3 separate regions of the Mus musculus genome follow, and all the other regions are linked to region 2. A link is a contact called in public ChIA-PET and HiChIP or PLAC-seq data. All regions are on one chromosome and are shown on one strand. The core of a region is the stretch at or near the end of the contact, and the rest is flanking DNA. Distances in the headings are between cores, read along the strand shown.

Evidence for each region. ChIA-PET counts read pairs in DNA pulled down with a chosen protein or histone mark. HiChIP or PLAC-seq counts read pairs in DNA pulled down with a chosen protein or histone mark.
Region 1: an RNA polymerase II ChIA-PET map of effector CD8 T cells shows a contact between it and region 2, with 5 read pairs. The contact joins two enhancer-like sites. A contact is called at or near these places in 5 of 39 promoter capture datasets (HPC-7-derived erythroid cells, embryonic stem cells, liver and 2 more), 1 of 15 datasets of contacts at CTCF or cohesin (the NIH/3T3 cell line) and 1 of 115 datasets of contacts at active chromatin or transcription factors (effector CD8 T cells).
Region 3: a contact with region 2 is called in an HNF4G HiChIP or PLAC-seq map of pancreatic cancer cells. The contact joins two enhancer-like sites. A contact is called at or near these places in 2 of 39 promoter capture datasets (embryonic stem cells and pre-B cells) and 1 of 115 datasets of contacts at active chromatin or transcription factors (pancreatic cancer cells).

Annotation. Positions count from the first base shown.
Region 1 is chr3:136,610,473-136,614,069 of GRCm38.p6, reverse strand. No RefSeq gene overlaps it. Among named protein-coding and RNA genes, the nearest start is that of Ppp3ca, 58 kb to the left of the region's middle. Within about 2 kb of position 2,194, at least 82 of the 459 cell types and tissues checked have an H3K27ac peak or open chromatin away from gene starts, as enhancers often do. A contact at or near this core is called in effector CD8 T cells, where this site is marked.
Region 2 is chr3:136,938,777-136,942,760 of GRCm38.p6, reverse strand. No RefSeq gene overlaps it. Among named protein-coding and RNA genes, the nearest start is that of 1700006H20Rik, 14 kb to the left of the region's middle. Within about 2 kb of position 1,565, at least 86 of the 459 cell types and tissues checked have an H3K27ac peak or open chromatin away from gene starts, as enhancers often do. A contact at or near this core is called in effector CD8 T cells and pancreatic cancer cells, where this site is marked.
Region 3 is chr3:136,437,891-136,441,717 of GRCm38.p6, reverse strand. All of the region lies in intron 3 of 1700030L20Rik (RIKEN cDNA 1700030L20 gene), which reads left to right. Among named protein-coding and RNA genes, the nearest start is that of 1700030L20Rik, 9.5 kb to the left of the region's middle. Within about 2 kb of position 1,342, at least 29 of the 459 cell types and tissues checked have an H3K27ac peak or open chromatin away from gene starts, as enhancers often do. A contact at or near this core is called in pancreatic cancer cells, where this site is marked.

The DNA of each region.
Region 1 (3,597 bases), core at 945-3,444, 330 kb after region 2:
CCTTGCCTTGACTTCTGTTTTTCTCATTTGTTGTCATCCATGTGTTTCCTCAAGCAATTTCCTAAAAACAACATTTTTATGACAGTTCATATTCCCTGCAATTTCCATCCAGACTAATGTACCAGTGTGCAAATCAAATTTTAATATGATCATGTACATTATAATAGGAAAAAGGGAATGGTTATTCAATAAGTGTGGCACACAATTAACTGTTAGGGCTCATTCGCATTATTTAAAACCTGTGCAAACAAACAAATAAACAACAGAAAAAATGAAAATGAGAGGATGGATGGGAAATGAAGAGGAGTGAAGGGAACGAAGGGAAAGGAGAGGAAAAGGCAAACAAGCAAGGAATTGGGAAACTGGCACAGCATCGTGGAAAAGCTAGTATTCTTTTTAAAGACTCCTACTTTTTAAAAAGCAAAACAAGTTTTTTAAGAAACTACAATTAAATAATGGCCTGGGGTGGATAGGTGGCACATCAGAGTACTTGTTTATCATGACCAGAGTCTCTGGGTTTGATCCTAGTATTCAGAAAACAGCAGTAGCAAAAGCAGAAGTAGCAACAATAACAGAAACAACAACAGCAGCAGAAACAGCATCAGCAACAGCAATCACAAAAACAACAGCAAAAACAAAACCAAAACACCCCCAAGTCCAAATCAATAAAAGTATTTAAAGCTGAGAAAACAAAACTGGTCTGTCAAGATCAGAACATTAGTAAATAGCACACCATTATGTGAGAAAATGTCTATGATAACTACACTAACTAGGGGTTTAAGTGCTGCAAATGTAAAGGTTTCCTAGAAAATAGCTTTAAGAAAACAGTTGTAGAATTGTTTCTAGTTTTGGGAGGTCAACATTGAAAATGTGATGAAATGTTTCCTTTTCTTGGGATAAAGGAAACTAAAAGAACATGCCACTTGAACGTAAACTTAGAAAATCTAGAATGTATTATGTAACACAAAGAATTTAGACAAAGAAAAGTAATATTCACCTGTAATATAAATTGTTAGAAAGCATTTAAATGATTGGTCATATTTAAAGTAATATAAACCCACAATTGAAAGATCAGGTTTGTATAAAGTAATAAAGACCTTTGTGTTCAACTATCCAATGAAATATAGGAAATCACACTTGTGGCTCTACCTGATATGCATTAATTTAGAAACTGGAAAAGGTGCCAAGGCCATTTTGATTTCTGTTAATGTTTGAGGAGGATTGACGTCTTGTGATATTAGAGACATACAATGTTTTCAAAGAATATGTAACATAGCAAAATCATTATAATTTAATACTAAGTGACCAAAGGAGACTAATGCCATTTCTCTCTAGCAACATCCTAGCTGGATTGTGTATCACATGACTTCAATTTTGTAAAAACACATCAATTTATTTGTAAAATCAACATAATTTCTAAAGTGTTATGATCATTAGGACAAAGTATCAGTCAGAAGCAACTCAAAGGAAGAGAGGTTGATTTCGGCACATGGTATCAGAGGTAGTCCATCATAATTGGGGGGGCACAGTGGAGCAGCTCAGTCTGTGGCAGAGTGACCATGAGGTGTTGGTTGCTTGCATGCCAAAAGATCAGGAATCAGAGAACAGGACCCAAACGGAGGTAGGTTAAAAGAACAAACAACAACAACAATAAACAACAACCTCCAACCATGTACCCCTAATGACATGTGGCAGCCAGGACCAGGGTTGCAAAGGTCCTATAGGCTGTAGAAACAGCCCTACTAGCTCTTTTTTCCACTGTTTGTGGAACAAGTACTCAGACCATGAATTTGTAGGGGCATTAAAGATCCATATCAGAACTAATAAATATAAATACACATACGAGTATAGTCTAGTGGAGCAAATGCTATGTGCAATGTGTCAGAGGAATTAAATGTGAGGAACTTTTTTGTGCTTTTGCATATTTCCCCATTTATTTCTATGATGGTTTATTTTTTATATTTCATAAGAGACCTTAAGACTTTCTCTCATTTCTGTATGATACTTGCAAAGCTCCAATCCCTATCTTTGCTACAACTGTAGATACCTATTAGCCTTCAAAGACACTACTCTCTTTTAATGGTCTCACTTTACAACAACACGTAATAGCTTATCATTTAAGAAAACTATCATGTGGTACTTGGGTTGAACCAGCCATAGGATGGCAGGATGTGGCTGCCAGAGAGTGCTGTGTATCTTCGGCAGGAACCACATCCTCCTCCCACCAGTTCTTTTTATAGCTAATGGCAGTGCCTAGGCTTCTGGCACTAAAAAAAAATTCACATTTTTAAAATTGATCTCATATCCTCACTTTTTTTTTTCCGTGAGCAATTCGCAGGATAAGCTTAATACAGAACATAGGGTATCCTGTTTATGAGAACAGTAGGTGTTAGGGATTCAAATAACTACGTTTACTTAGCTAAACTGGATAAATATGAGCAAGCTGTAAGAATAACAATCAAACAACAGTTGCTTGTTTTGTTAGAAATGATCCATCCTTTGTTATCTCAACGGAACCCTCAAAATTCTTGTCTGTTAGACTATAACTTACAAAGATCAGTCATGCCAAGGTCTAACCTGTTCTAACAGAACAATGAATTTAGCCTTGCTCACAGTAGTCTTTTGTTTTGTTTTGTTTTGTTTGTTTGTTTTTTGTTTTTTGTTTTTTTGTTTTTTTTCTTCAGGCAGGGTTTCTCTGTATAGCCCTGGCTGTCCTGAAACTCACTCTGTAGACCAGGCTGGCCTCAAACTCAGAAATCCACCTGCCTCTGCCTCCCAAGTGCTGGGATTAAAGGAATGCGCCACCACCGCCCGGCTGTAGTCTTAAAAGCTCTCGGGTCTTGTATGTTATACAAAAATAAATACTGAAACAGGTGTCCCTTGTGGACATCACTGGATCAAGATAAGTTTTGGCTTCTTGCTCATGTTTACATACACAGAAGATTAAACGGGAGCCTTAGCTCCTTTAAATTGACAGCTACCCTCTCTTTGGGAAATTGGTACCTATGAAAGAGCAACTTCCATGTTGTGACTTTTCTGAAGTATATTCTAATGTCTGAGCATGTGCAGAAACAGCTACAGTTTTGATGAATTGTGATGCTATAGAACAGCGATACACATTTAAAAGTCCAATATTCTCATGGAAAAGGCAAACAGATATAATTTTATACAGTGATGTTGAAATGAAATCCATTTATTAGACTTACTCAGTAGCAACAAAATCTTACTTCCCAAGGTCTGCAGTTGAAACTGTGGATCACCGTTGGGCAGCCCATGAATTGTGAGCGCTTAGAAGCTGCCATCTGTGTGTAACAGCCACACCCTGGGGTTTATTACCAAGGTCGTTTTTATGACTTTCTACAAATGTGCTTTGTGTCTCTGAGATGTAGTTATAAATGTTCGACTCTGTCTGGAAATCCACAGAAGGTCTCCAAAGGAAACCTCAGGGAAAGTGTGGAAACTGCCCCAGGTAAGAGAGGCGGAGAGAGTGATATACAGAAACTAGAACAAAGTTAAATAAGCAGAGGCAGGACTGGAAGCCTGGTCAGAAATGAGAAACAAATCACCTGTGTTTTGTCAACAGTGGCTTGGCAGCCA
Region 2 (3,984 bases), core at 316-2,815:
TTGCTATGGATTGTAGAATCAGCTTGTGAATGCCCATACATAACTCCTGCTGGGTGTTCTGGTGCAAGGATATTAAATGTATAAACTCATTTGAGAAGAACTGACTGTTTAGCTGCATCGAGTCTCACAACCCATACATTTAATATGACTCAGCCACACAGCCACATACACACACACAGATACACACACACACAGACACACACAAACAGACACACACACACACACACACACACACACACACACACACACAGACACACACACACACACAGACACACACACACACACACACACACAGACACACACACACATACAGACACACACACACACACAGACACACACACACAGACACACACACAGACACACACACAGACACACACACAGACACACACACACACACAGACACACACACACAGACACACACACACAGACACACACACACAGACACACACACACACAGCTTTAGTTGTCATAAAAATAGCTTAGTGAGTTTGAGGAGGAAACAAAGTCTCATCCTTGTCTAGATGTTTACTGCTCTCCTCAAAACTCTCTTAGTAAATGCCTCCTTTGCTGTGTGTACCAATTTTAACCCACAGAGCCACAAACTTGGTCTGATTTTTATTAGACTCCTACGTGGAAAGACCAACCTCAACTAAACAAAACATCATAAATATTTTGCTTCTGCCTTCCACCCATCTGGATTTACTGTGACCCTGCTGAGGTAGTGGTTACATTGCTGCAATGAGCAATAAATTGGGCTTTGCTGTATTTATAGGTTATTTTTGCTGTTATTTTCCACTAGCCAGACAGTGTTGTGTGAGCTAGCAATGCCAGGTGCTTATGGATAGTTCTCTGCAGCTGAGGACAGATGCCAACATCCTGAGAAGGATGGGGACAACCCATGTCCTTGATGATACTGTCCATCCACCAAGTTAATCCTGAAGCTACACGGTCCTAATAACAGCAGTGCCTCTGTGCTTTACATATAGTCTACCAGGTATGTGGTTTTATGCACGGAAGGCTTCCAGATGCAAACTACTCATCAAGCTGTATCCGGTTGCATCTTTCACAATCATTCCTCCCATGCTTTAAGCCAAGTGGTTCCACAATGGTTGACTTGCTTCTTTGCTCTTACATCTTCTCTCACTGCTTCCCAGTTTGCCCTCTCTCCCCAACTAATCCTTGTAGGAAGGCTGGAGATGAGTACCATTCCTCTCACTAGGTTTTTCTGATCACACAAACACTCTCAGGCGACGCCACCTCACACACACAGGAGTTTCAGTCACAGAATAAGTAAGCCTTCGTGTAACTTGGCAGGCTGCTGACTACAATGAGCATTTCCTGTTTTATACCCTGCCAATTTCTTCATTTACATCGTTTCTTTTAATTCAGGCAGAGAGCTTAAAAATTCATCAGTCATTTGGCCAAGACTGGAATAGGATTTTATGAAGCTCAGAAAAGGTCTCACAGCCCTGTGGCAAGTAGGAGAGTAGGGCAGACTCATATCTATACCAGTGTGGTTCATCTCCTACAAGCCAGCACGTATGCACAGATGCTGACTCATACTTCCGTTCAAACATGGTGACAGAGCAGCCTGGGTATTGAATTTCGTTGTTCTAATGAGTTTCCACCTAGCACTGAGAGCTGTAGAATCAGTATACCCCATCAGCCCTCTCTCTGAGTTCCAGCACCCATCCCACTGTCCCATGCCCCAACAGTCTCTTCTCTATAAACAGACCTGTATTTATCATCCTTCCAAAGGACCTGTCAGAACTGTGATTAACTATTTCTCACTAGGGTGTTTGAAGCTGGCAAAGAGCTTGTGGTTTCCTTTCCCAATGTGTTATCTTTTAGCAAAAGACTACAAAGGAAGTGCTTCCTGGAACCCAAAGGATTAGTTCTCTCATGCTAAAACTTCAATGTCATTCTATGGTTCTTTAAGGTAGGCTGTGCTCAATATACAGTCAATAAGTATTATTTTAACATTAGCTTATATGTGTGTCTCTGCACACATGCACCAGCCATTTCATGCACGTGAAGGTCAGAGGAAAATTTGCTGGAGTCAGTTCTCTCCCACTACGTGAGTTCTGGGGGTTGAGACCGTCAGGCTTGATTGCAAGTGCGTTTACTTACTGAGTTATCTTGCTGACCCCCCAAAAAGCATTAAAATCAAAACCAAACTCTGATAAAACAAGTTGTAATGGTGAACGCAGTAGTCGTGATGAGACCGGTAGAATAAAAGAAAATTACACCTTAACTTCCGGCTCTAGGGAATTTGTACAAGGACTTGGATCCTTCAATGGCAAAGCTCCAATCCATTCTTCTTTGAACATTTGCTGCGTGGAGTCATAGAGAGTCCCACATTGTGAGTGCACGTGGAGAAAAATCTGTATTCCTGCTTGCCTTTTTCTTCCTCCAAAAGACACCAAGTCTCTCATGTTTCCCTCCAAAACTTCGAAGAGAAGCAGCTATTCTCCCCATTGTGTTGTGTGTGAGAGAAGTAAATGTTGAAAACACAGGACATATAGGACACATCTCTCTTCCCAGGAAGGACTGTGTTTCACCCCAATCTAAAGATGAATCTGGTATTTTCAGAGAATGCATGAGTGAATAAGAGACCTAAGCAGCCTATGGCTACCCAAGCACTAGGTCCAGTCAAACATGGCTGAAGTCAAGTAGGCATGAGACTGGAAAGTCAGCTGACTGCTGAGAATCACAAGGTGAGTAACCTTGTATGTCACCTTGAAGAAGCAAGACTAATTCTTACAGCCACTGTGGAGTTTCTGAGAACAAACCTAGCCATCCTTAGTATTTGGTATTAGAAATTTTGTTTGAAAACATAAGTTGAACACCTCTAAGCCAGAAGTCTGAATCCTTAGACTTTGTAAGGTAACTCCAAACATCTTGGATTTTGGGGTATTTCTGATAGGGGATCTCAATGTTAAGTCTAATCAATCTTATTATAAAATGTCAAAAATCCCCCAAATTGGAAACATTTCTGGTTCTAAGAATTCTGGACAAGGGATGCTCAGTCTGTGTAACCTAAAAAGAATGCCTTTGGACTGGAAGTTAAATCAACCTTTTTTGAGATCTCAGGTTATAAGCTCAATTCCACCACCACCACTTTGCTAATCTATAGGAAACTCTTTCCAGCTAGGTTTGCCCAGAAAAAGTAAGATGGTTTGGGATACACAGAGGAAAATGTGGAAGGGGTAGCCTGGGCTGTCCACTGCTTTTCTCCCTGTAGCTCAGGCTGACCCAGTTCTCTCTCCCCATAATGCAGGCGGTCCCAAATACCACTCCACACAGCTCAGGTTATCCTGCAAGTCTCCCTACCTAACCTAGGCTGTTGCTGTCTTTTTCCAGCTGCTATCATTTGTCTGTCTATAAAATATTAAACCCACAGAGTATTGTGTTTAACTGGGTTGCAGAGCTCAGCCCCAAGACAGAGTGTCTGCAAACACAAAATCTTGAAGCAATGGCTTAGATTGAAAAATTGACAGGATACCCTAAATCTTGTTGTTAAAGTGATATTCCATCCTCTACTGCTTCGGGGACATTTAGATATGGAGCAGGTTACTTTCCATCCTTTCATGCCGTTGTCCTTAAGGCGTTACAGTGTCAAACTTGCAATGTCTCTCACCCTTCGAGTGAAGCCATACTCATGGAATGCAGGCTCGTTTCCTAGTCACTTGAATGGTATGATAAGTAGATGCTTTTCCAAAGTCAGCACTGTCTTTTGGAATATCATCGCTAACAGGACCTCTGTTGTTTACCTGTTAAGTTTCTCCAGTCTTTCCTTAAAGCAGACTCTCCTTCTGGATCTCCATCATTAACACAAATTCCAGTATGTCAGTTGCCTCTTGACAATATGGTCATCAGAGATAGGTACATTTTGTTCTTTGTGTGTTTGTTACTATGTATGAATTAAAAAATGAAAGTAAACACATCATCATGGGCCTAGTTAGGGATGTTCCTTGTATACAT
Region 3 (3,827 bases), core at 93-2,592, 500 kb after region 2:
GTCACCTACTTCAGACAGTTTATTTTTCACAGGCAAGCTGTTACTGTCTATTCCAGATACCTAAGTATTGTGCCTTTTCCTCTCTCAGCTACCTCAAGCAGATGAGATAAGTCACCTCCATCCCTTTCTGCTTTCCTTACTGCAGCACAGGTGGAAGTCACCTGATTCCCCTTTCAAGAATGCCAACCCGGGATTAAGATTACTCTAACAACTACCCTGTGCCTTTTTCCTAGGCTTATACCAACAGACCACTTGATGTGCTGCCAACCAAACTGTTATAGGCTTAATGTGTGCATTATCCTCTCTCTTCTTCTGGTATAAGGAAAATAAAATAACCCCCTGGGCAGACATTCACCTGCCAGAATTTTGCATTCCTGTGGTGACTATACCACCTGTTTATCTCTATGAGGAAAGGAAGGCAGATGCTGCTCTAGGCAAGATGGAGACAAGAGATGTTCCTTCCTTTGCTGGAAGGAATAGCACCCACCATCTTTCCTGGATCTCTTGAAGCCACGACAGCTGCCTTCATCCAGACACAACCAGCTTACTGGAGACTGCCAAGACAAGCTTGACCAGGCAATGGCTTCCAATACAGACAGTCTCAAGTCCCTTCAACTACAGATAAACTCCCTAGCAGGGGTTGCTCTCCAAAACCAGACAACTCTGAACCAGATGACTTGCATTATGTTGAGGGAGAAATGCTGTGTTAATGAATCTGGGCTGGTGGAGAAAGACTTGAAAAGCTCAGAGATCTCCCCCAAGATCTCCACTGGGATTTCTGAGCATGCTGTGTGCCTGAGACCTAACCCCATGGTATGCAAACCCCTTGTGGCTTGGCTTCTTCCCCTCCTACCACCCTTCTAGCCTCCATGGACACACACACACAGAGGCGTTCTCTCTTTCTCTGCTACAAAATAAAATGTTTAGGGTCTCTGTCTCTGTCTCTGTCTCTGTCTCTGTCTCTCTCTCTCTCTCTCTCTCACACACACCGCACACATGAGAGAGAGAGAGAGAGACAGAGACAGAGACAGAGACAGAGACAGAGAGATACCCTAAACATTTTATTTTGTAGCTTGATTTTAGTCATCCAGATTCAGTGGCTTTGAGGCATCTCGGGTTCAGATGTGCTTCTGGCACACAACTTTGTGTATGGAGTGAACAGAATCGATCTCCTCACAGAGACTGCAGTAAGAAAGCACGGTGAGGTTCTGAGTTTCAGTAGTAAAAGCCTCACACCAGCTGCGGGTCAGCACTGACCACAGCAGTTCCCCAAACCCATGTTGAGTAGAGGTAGCAGCAGCAAGTTAGAAACAGAGATGTTGTTGCTTCATGACCCCTAGTTTCAAAGGTCCTGTTAGCTCTTGGAAGTCATCCTGCCCTTTGACACCTCATGCTTGTGCCCTGCCTTGTTATTTTCCTGCTCAATTTAATTGCGTCGGTTCTTGTTCTGACCAAATTCGGTGTCCTTAAGTTCACTGTTTTCAAGACCATGGGGATTTCTATCCAAATAAAAAAATGCTAAGTTCATGTTGCCCTTTGGTGCCCTGACTTGACATTTCTTTATAGGCAACAATGAGGTCTTAGATCATGCAGGTTACTTAGGAGACAGAGAAAAAGATTTCTACTTTGAAAACTGTTGACTAATTATGACTCACTACCCAGGGAAAGAAATGGCCACTGTTTAAACCTTTGCAAGCTCTAAAGAATCTCTGTATCTTTTAAAAACATCTGAGGCAATTTTCAGGAAACCACCACTTCTATTTGTTAGGACTTGTTAGGACCATGATGAATCAAGCAGGGAATGACAGATACAAAATGGGACCTAAAAATTTAGGGGGAAAAATCAGTTGATATCTGGAAACACACATAGGCCAAGGACAGTCCATAATCAATGCATTAGATAGAAAAGAAATCAGAAAATTTCAAACCCTTGAGTTTCTTTTTTTAAATATTCAATTTACATTCATAGTTGACGAGGGAAATGAAATTCTGGGCATGTGCTGTTCTTCAGTGCACACCCTCTCCGCCTCTTTTTGCATGTATTTCTTTCAGGAACCTGGAAGTAAAGCAGTTTCTTTACTGTTAGTGTTGTGCATTATTGCTTCTATGGGGAGGAAAGCCATGGTTCTAAATGGGCAGGGAGAAGCCATGCTACTGGCATTTATACAGAGGCCTCTGTGAAGGTCGGGCAGGCTGAGTTAATGAGCAACCGCTGTTCAGAAGGCAGAGCATGACGGATTACTCACCATAAATGGATTTATTTTTAATTAACAAACATCATCCTTTTTATTATACACAATTTCAGGTATTTTATATGACCAAATTTGAGGAATTTTTTTGAATTACCATTTCTAAAACAGACACCTGGAAAGTAAAATGGCGTCATGCAAGTGTCTGTGTATGTGTGGGGGAGGGGTTAGAGAGGGTAATGGGGGATATGAGTGCTCTGAGGGGAGAAATGAGAAAGGGGGAGGGGTTTAAACTGGAAAGGAGAATGGGAGGTCAACTCAGAAGGAGAGGCAGGAGAAGAGAAAAATCATTTTGAGGATGTTTGAAAAAGCCATATATATTAAACACACACACACACACACACACACACACATATATATATATGCACACATATAGAGCATAAATGGTGTTAATTCATTTAGTCTGAAAATAATCCCTTCAAGAGTCAGAGTAACTAAAATATCATTCCAGTACCAGGCATGAGAAATCCCCTTTCTAGTTGCTGATTAGTGAGTCTAAGAGACTCCCCAAACAATGCCGGCTTTTGCTGTTGCCTTTAGTTACCTCTTGGGAGTTGAAGGTAAGTCCTTATTGCTGAAAGCATCATGCACTTCACACACAGAACCTAGATGATGCAAACTGGCCTTGACTCAAAACCTCTTGCAGGACTAGATTTAGTAGCACTGAAAGGTGCCCTGTAAGCTGCTAGGGGAAGAAGCACAAGATACTTCTATTCAGCTGTGAGTCATATGATCTTCAACAATGACTAGCATGGTAAGATGTCCCTAAGGGTCCAGTAGTGGCACTCATATCTTAGCCGTAATCAACAGCTGTCTGGTTAGATATAAGGCATGGTCCACAGGAGGAAAACTACATCCAGTACTGGAAATGTAGCCAACTATCTGTGGCTAGTGAGATCATGGATCGAAGAGAAGAACCCACTATGAGCACTTTACTAAACCAGAGCAATCCCTAGCTGCATTCTAAATACTTATCTGTATGTCCTCAGATGAGTGAAGCTCTCAACCTTAATATAAAAAACAAAAACAAAAACAAAACAACCCTTGGCTTTTCTAAAGACACATCATTACAGAAAACTATAACTGTTTACAATGTAGAGAACAGCTAATGGTGGGGTTCTTAGCCCTAATTTTACAGCATACCACACCCAACTTTCAAGGAACATGTTAGATGAACACAGGAAGATTGTCAGAGCCAGAGGAACAGAGAATCTGTTCTGAGATTGATTCCTCTAAAATTGTAGGGAAGCTTCACCCATGATACTTCAAAAATATGGCTGCTGAAACAAGAGCCAAACTAGTGCAATAGCAATAGACATGCTAACATAAAGGGGGGAAATCTGACAGGGCCCCACTAAAGGATCTTTCTATGCAGCTGAGGTTCGTTTTGTGTTCCCAATCTTCCAACTTAAGTGTTGCAAGTGCCAGGATAGCAGGCATGTGCTACTGCAGTCTGCTTTAGTTTCAGTATGTGTTGGTGAGATGGCAGAATGGGTAAAGATGCTTGCTACCAAGCCTAACAACCTTAATTGAGTCCCTACACTTCACATGATAATAGATGAGGATAGATTTTGATCT